2 separate regions of the Mus musculus genome follow, and region 1 is linked to region 2. Evidence: chromatin contacts called from public promoter capture Hi-C data. All regions are on one chromosome and are shown on one strand. The core of a region is the stretch at or near the end of the contact, and the rest is flanking DNA. Distances in the headings are between cores, read along the strand shown.

Region 1 (3,414 bases), core at 614-3,113, 2.3 Mb before region 2:
GTGGATGTATCAGAGAGGCGGGCCCAGCGAGATGGGGGAGGCTTCTCGTAGCTAACCACTCTTCCCACCAATCCAAAAGCTAAGATTGCCATCAAGTAAGTTAATAGATTCAAAAGGCTTATTTCTATTAGTCACAAGATGTTGGCTCCGACACAGAGGTGGACAAGAAATGGCTGTTCAAGCCAGGCGGTGGTGGCGCACGCCTTTAATCCCAGCACTTAGGAGGCAGAGGCAGGCGAATTTCTGAGTTCGAGGCCAGCCTGGTCTACAGAGTGAGTTTCAGGACAGTCAGGGCTATACAGAGAAACCCTGTCTTGAAAAACCAAAAAAAAAAAAAAAAAAAAAAGAAATGGCTGTTCCAGAGGGCCAAAATTAATCCAAGAAAAGGTAAACTAGCCTCTGAACCTGCAACATCCCAATCTCCCCCACAGTACTGAAATTGTCATCAGTCAGCCAGACACAGCTTCTTTTCAGTTTTCGTGCATACTTCCCATGAATTCTAGCTACCCACAAGCCCTCCTATGAATTCTAACCATCCTCAGCCTTCTGATAATTAATTCTAGCCACCTGTGCATCCTCCCATAAATGTCTGCTTGTCTCACTTGTGAACTGGAAGTGCAGTGGATGAGAGCCTTTAAGTATACACATGGAGCAAGGCACTGCAGGTGGTGCCTATCTATTGCTTTGTCACTGGCATCTGAGTACCCACAGCAATTAAATAGAGATAAGTCTTACCCCATTTCTGAAAGTTACTGTTAATATATATTAATATAAAATATAGATAATAATAAATAATGCCTTGATACCTGGCATGCACTATATGTTTGTTATGTTATAAATAGGGATCACTGGGGGCTGGTGAGATGGCTCAGTGGGTAAGAGCACCCGACTGCTCTTCCAAAGGTCCAGAGTTCAAATCCCAGCAACCACATGGTGGCTCATAACCATCTGTAATGAGATCTGACTCCCTCTTCTGGAGTGTCTGAAGACAGCTACAGTGTATTTACTGTATAATAAATAAATAAATATTTAAAAAAAAAAGAAAGAGAGGAAGGGCCAAGTAGCCCCTTAAAAAATAGGGATCACCATATTTCAAGGTATAAAGAATTCAGCAATGATATATCAACAGCAACCAATTTGCTAGGAATGATGGCCACCCTTTTAATCCTAACACTCAGGAGGCAGAGACAGATGGATCTCTGTGAGTTCCAGGTCACCCAGAGCTACAATTTTTTAAAAAACTAACTTTTAGAATGTTTAATTATTTGTATATGTTTATGTTTATATGAGTGCAGGTGGCTGAGGAGGCCAGAGACATCAGGGAGACTTGGAGCTAGAATTACAGGCAGTTGTGAACTGCCTGACATTGGTTCTGGGAACCAAACTCAGCTTCTCTGGAAAAGCAGTATATACTCTTAACCACTGAAAAGAAGGAAGGGACAACAAAGCGAATAATTATGAATGATAACTGCTCATCGACTGTATGCTAAGAACCATGCCAAGAGGTTCGCAGATTTCTCACTCACTCCTCCCAACCCCAGGAGATGGGGGTACTGCTGTCATCTCTTTTTCAGAAGAACTCAGGTCAAAGAGGTGACTTGCTCAGTCTTGCAGGACAGTAAAGACTTGAACCCAGTCAGAACCTATGAATTTTAACCACACTTCCAACCACGCCCACTCTAATTCTCCCCCACTTTCCTCGAGTCTGACCACGCCCACACAACATCCTCCCGCCCACTCTGGCGGCCACGCCCACAGCATCAAATGCATTGCCTTCTACCCCACTTTCTGCCCCGCCCCTCTTCCTCCAGACCACGCCCCTCGACGGCCTCGCCCACTCTAGTCAGTTGCCCTCAGGCCCCGCCCCTGGCCTCGCAGTCTCGAAAGACTTTCTCGCGCTTAGAGTCGCCATTTTGCTGTAAGACGCCGTGCGGAGCTCTGTGCTCTCTTCCTTCGGCAGCCGAGGCTGCGGCGGGCCGGGCTGGGGTCGGGACCAGGTAGGCGGGCGGGAGCCTCGGCGGGCGGACGGCGGGCCCCGCGAGCTCGCGCGGTGCCGGGCGGGAGCCATGGCCCTTGTTGCTCCGGGGCGAGCCCGGGGCCCCGTGTTCGGCTCCACCAGCCTTAGTGGATGATTGGGCTCCAATCAGACGTAGGAGGAGCGGCATAAGATACTCTGCAGAAAAATCTCTTCCTCAATCTGTTACATTATTGATAAGGATTTATTTTTCTTATATCGATATTGGCAGAGTTTGGGTGTTTAGCTTTTGTGAGGGATACGAAAATACTGAACCGAGCTTTGAGGCCTGAGGAAGTGTGAGTTCTAATGTTTTATGTTTTTTTTTTTTCTTTTTTTTTTTTTTTCTTGCGGTTCTGGAGTCGAATGCAAGGTGAAGCAATGCAAGCGGCCTGCCATTGACCCATCTCATGCCCTAGTGCTTAACAATTTAAATGCACAAATAAAAATAAAATAGGTGCGTGCCCCTAAGCCCCACTATAGGAAACCTTTCTTGTCTTTTAACTGCTGTAGTTTGTATCATTATTATCCAATTTTTGCAGAGATATGCACATTATATTCATTAGCTACTCTGTGGTTTAACATAGAACCAGTGTTTCTGTTCTTAAATAATCTTGCAGTTTGTGGGGCTTGATGGCACACCCCTTAATCTCAGAGACTGGTGAAAGGATCTTGAGGGCTCATGGTCCACAGAGCGAGTTCCTGGCAAACAGGGCTACAAAGTTGTTGGGGGTTTTTTGTTTGTTTGTTTGTTTGTTTGTTTTGTTTTGTTTTTAAATTGTACTTTCTATCATTGACAATATAGCTCTATACTTGGGATAAGCTCCAAGAATTGACAACACCAAAACATAGTTCTGTGCTCTTTCTTTGGCATTTAGTATGTATCTTTTTTTCTGATAAGGTATGTTTGCAATAGACATTTCAAAATCTGGGTATTTGATTCTATTGCCTGTAGTTCATCAGGTTGCCAAGTCATGCTCTGTATGACTGAGAGTCGCAACCTATTGTTGTATGCAGGGAACTGTATTGCATATCAGACTGCTACCCCACTCTGTCCTTCAGGGGCCACTGTTATGAGGAAGAGGTTACCTCGTATGACTTCGTTAAAGTCTGGGAAGTAATGTCAAACCTGTTTTCCTATTAAAACTGCTTCCCCAGGTGTGGGGGCTGGAGAACTGGCTGGTTAAGAATACTAGTTGTTCAAGACTGAGTCAGTTCCAGCACCCACCCACGTGACAGCCTACAACCACCTCTAATGCTAGACCCACCCAATCTGACACCCTCTGCTGGTCTCCAAGAGTACCAGGCACACGCGGTGTGCAGAGAAAACACCCATACACATTAAATGAATAAAAGTTACTTCTCCAAATTTAAAATAGTTTTAGATTTATTTCCTGCTT
Region 2 (3,527 bases), core at 856-3,355:
TTTCTGCCACGATGAGATCCAGGACGTGTGTCTGGTCACACTTTACCCAGCTCCTGCTCTGGGCCCACAGAAGTAGCATGGCAGGGTAGCTGGAAGCTGGTGTTTCTCTTGCATCTGGTCAGTTATGGGAACTGCAGGGGCCTGAATTCCATCCCACTCTACAGTTCAGAGCCTTATTGCGCACACAAATGATACAGGAATTCAACTGTTCATTGGTTCACTCAATGTTACACTGTGCCTTTTGCTGGGGGTCTGAGTACAATGGTCTGTACTTGTGAAAGGGACGTCAGGTAGAGGAAAACACACAGTCGCAGGGTCACCATGGAAAAGGGTAATGCTCTTCCCAAAGAGAGCATCACGTGAGCTGGGTCTTAGGGACAGCCCAAACTCCTGAGATGTAGGGAGCGCCTCGGCTTATGATGGCCTTACGTACTGACATGTCCAAGCTGAAAATACCATAAATGTCAAAACATACTAACAGTATGTGTTTATATGCTCACAACCTTAGCATTCCCAGTTCCAAAAGGAAAACACAACAGTGTGCCTAAGTGCATGACTACCGTAGCTTAGCACAGCAACAGAGCACACTGTAAAGGTGTGATCATTTTAGTAGATCCGGGGGTTTAGATGGAGGTTATGGCTTCTTGACCCTGTCCATCATTGAGAGAGAAGGGTGGGAGATGAACAGACCATATATAGCTAGCCTGGGAAGACACCATAATTCAAATTTTGAAGTAGTTTCTACTGACTGCAATGCATTCTTGCTCCAGCAAGACGTCAAAAATCTCCTAAGTAAAGCTGTCACAAGATGCTGTGTGAGAAAAGTGGAAGCTGATAAGGGAGAGTATTGAATGTGTCTTTAAAGAGTAAAGGGGTTTCCAAAGTGGGACAAGAGTGGTTGCGGAAAGGTCACTTGTCCCTTTAGAGAGCTTAGAATGGCCCAGGGGATGGCAAGAATCCCCAGAGCAATCGTAGAAGGAACAAGCGTCCTCTCAGTGGGGTTGCAGAGAGGACAGCCCCAGAGGATCTGAGATACCAGCTCAAAAATACAGAAGAGGAAGGAGACACCAGGCCGCCTGTACCCATACAAGATGTACGAAAGACTTACCTTCCCCATAATAGTCTACCTGGCTCGCTATGTTGATCTCCCCACATCTTCGCATCAGTTCTGTGATACACATTAGAACTCTGCTGTAGAGGTAGCCCCTCTGAGTGCAGTGGGCGTGCTCCACCTGGACTGGCTGCACTAGCTGCTTAGGGTAAGTGCCCAATGGCCATGCGCCGTCCTGTCTTATTACCTGCACAGATGCCAGTCCTTGAGGTAGAGGCAGCCCCGCGAAGAGGAGTAACTCCCTTGGATGTAGTCCTTCCAGTAACTGATATAGTCGCGGAAGGACATGTGCTCCTTGGGGTTTGAATTGTATTCTCGCACTCCACAGTTGGCAACCGGTACAACCGCGTCTCCTGCAGCGAGAGAGTCAGCACAGAAATGGCAGAGTCATACACGTAGTTCACCATCTTGGGGTCCGGCCACCCTCTGGCCGAATTATCCAGACTCCACTAGTCTGTCCGGCCCCGGCCGCCCTCCCATGCCGGGGTCTATACCTCCCGTCTGCGCCCTCCTACCATACTTCTGCTGCAGATACTCGAAGTCAGGCTTTCCCTCCGAGGTCACCCAGCGCCGCCTGCTGCCCCAGCCCTCGGTGAAGGCGCTAGAAAACACGCAGGGCAGGTTAGGCAGCAGGAAGCCCTTCACGAAGTCAGCATAGGAGAAGGCGTTCGGGGTCTGAATGAAGGTCACGCCGCTGGGTGTGGGGCCGCCACCGCCGCTAGGGACTGGGTCTCGGAGGTCCCGGTAGTACCGCTCGGCAAAGGTGCGTGTCTCCCGATCCATCCACCGGGAAACCTGACCCCAGAGGCCCAGTCCGGCTTCTCGCTACACCCCAAATAGGGACCGGAGGCTGAGAAACCCCCTAAAATCAGCTCGGAGTGGTAACCACAGAGAAAGAGCCCGGAACGAAAAGCCACAGGTGCGACATTCCAGCAGGAACGCGGGCCTTGGGGCTCCCAGGGTGTGCGCGTGCGCGCCTACGCGGCCCCGCCCTCTCGCGCAGGCGTACAAGCGCTCGCCGAGTGGCTGACCTGCTCCCCAGCTGCTGGCGTCTCTGTCTGGTGGTCCAGTGGAGCGTGCCATTGCGTCTTCTGCGTGCTCCTCTTGCCTCAGGTGAGCTGCTACCGCGCAGCTAGCCAGTACCGGAGCCCGCCACCGACACAGGAGATGAACATCAGTCTCAAACCTCAAAGGATGACTGGGTCCTGAGAGGATGCTGGGGCGCAGAGCGGGCGGTCAGGATCCGCGGGGGGTGGGGCGGCGGGGTGGGGGTGGGGCGGCGGGTGGGGGTGGGGCGGCGGGGTTGGGCGGCGGGGTGGGGGGTGGGGGTGATGTTCCCGAGTGTCTTGGATAGATTGTGGAGGAACCTTTTAAAGGATTGTGATGTTTCCTTAGAAATAGAACGAGGAAAAATTAAAAGGAGAAAATGAGCTTTTTTGGGGGGCGGGGGGGGGGAGATGCTGAGGTTCAGGTAGAGAGGTATGTATGCATTGGGAAGAGGGGAAGGATAGAAACGAGGCGGAGGAGGGTTGTTTGGCCAAACTCGCCTGTTGTGGCCTTTATCGTGACGCTTGTCTGGAGCTGTGTTGCGGCTAGGTCATGGTAGAGATGACAGCTCATAGAGAAATTCAAGTGACGAGAAACATCGATGCCAGGACTCGTGGTGCACGCCTATAATCCCAGTATTGGGGATGCTGAAACGGAAAGGTTCCGAGGTTCTAAGCCAAAATGAACCACAAATCATGACTTAGCTCCAAAAGAAAAAAAGCCAGGTTACAATAACAACAACAATAAAACCCCAACGCACCCAGAATTCCATTCACGTGTAATCACTAACTCTGGTATTGAGCCAGTTTTTTCCAGGTATGCATGTGTTTATACATTTTATCCCTGTTACCCCCTCCCTCTCTTCCCTCTTTTCCTGCATTGGCAGCATGTTATATTTGGAAACACCATTTTAGATTTTTTAAAATCTCCTCCTACAATTGGCCTACAATTCTTAAAATTCCTGGACAGGTTGAGTTGATAAATGCCATTTTGCATGCTAATGAGTCCAACACCATCCAACAGCCAGTAGGGTAGATTCCAGATGGAATGGCTCACTGAAAGACCTGAGTAGGATCAGAGGGTGGGGACTTTGAACCCAGCCCTCAGCTTCTAGGGCTAAAGGTTGAGTGGGTCATCAGTGGTCAGTGTCTCATCAGTCATGTCCACAGCATCCCTAGAAGACCCATTCAGAGGATCCTATGTGCTTAGGGAGGTGAGGGCTGGTTCTTCTTAGAAGTTGGTGGTTTTCTGAGTAATACGAGCTTCTAGGGGAACTCCAAACCAAGGAGGACCTCTGGAACCCTGCTTTCTAGGTGCTGGCCATCAGAGTGGTACTACAACCTGGGCTTGCATCTGCACCAATGTAGGG

What was found. Promoter capture Hi-C pulls out the DNA fragments that hold promoters and counts their contacts.
Region 1: a promoter capture Hi-C map of cranial neural crest shows a contact between it and region 2. The contact joins the promoter of Prpsap2 here to the promoter of Snap47 in region 2. A contact is called at or near these places in 1 of 39 promoter capture datasets (cranial neural crest) and 1 of 9 other capture datasets (liver).

Annotation. Positions count from the first base shown.
Region 1 is chr11:61,760,537-61,763,950 of GRCm38.p6, reverse strand. It overlaps Prpsap2 (phosphoribosyl pyrophosphate synthetase-associated protein 2), which reads left to right and starts at 1,863. Exons shown (of 12, transcript NM_144806.2): 1 at 1,863-1,997.
Region 2 is chr11:59,448,612-59,452,138 of GRCm38.p6, reverse strand. It overlaps Snap47 (synaptosomal-associated protein, 47), which reads left to right and starts at 2,105. Exons shown (of 5, transcript NM_144521.3): 1 at 2,105-2,224. Jmjd4 (jumonji domain containing 4) reads right to left here and starts at 2,094. Exons shown (of 6, transcript NM_178659.6): 1 at 1,627-2,094; 2 at 1,299-1,464. The coding sequence starts at 1,894.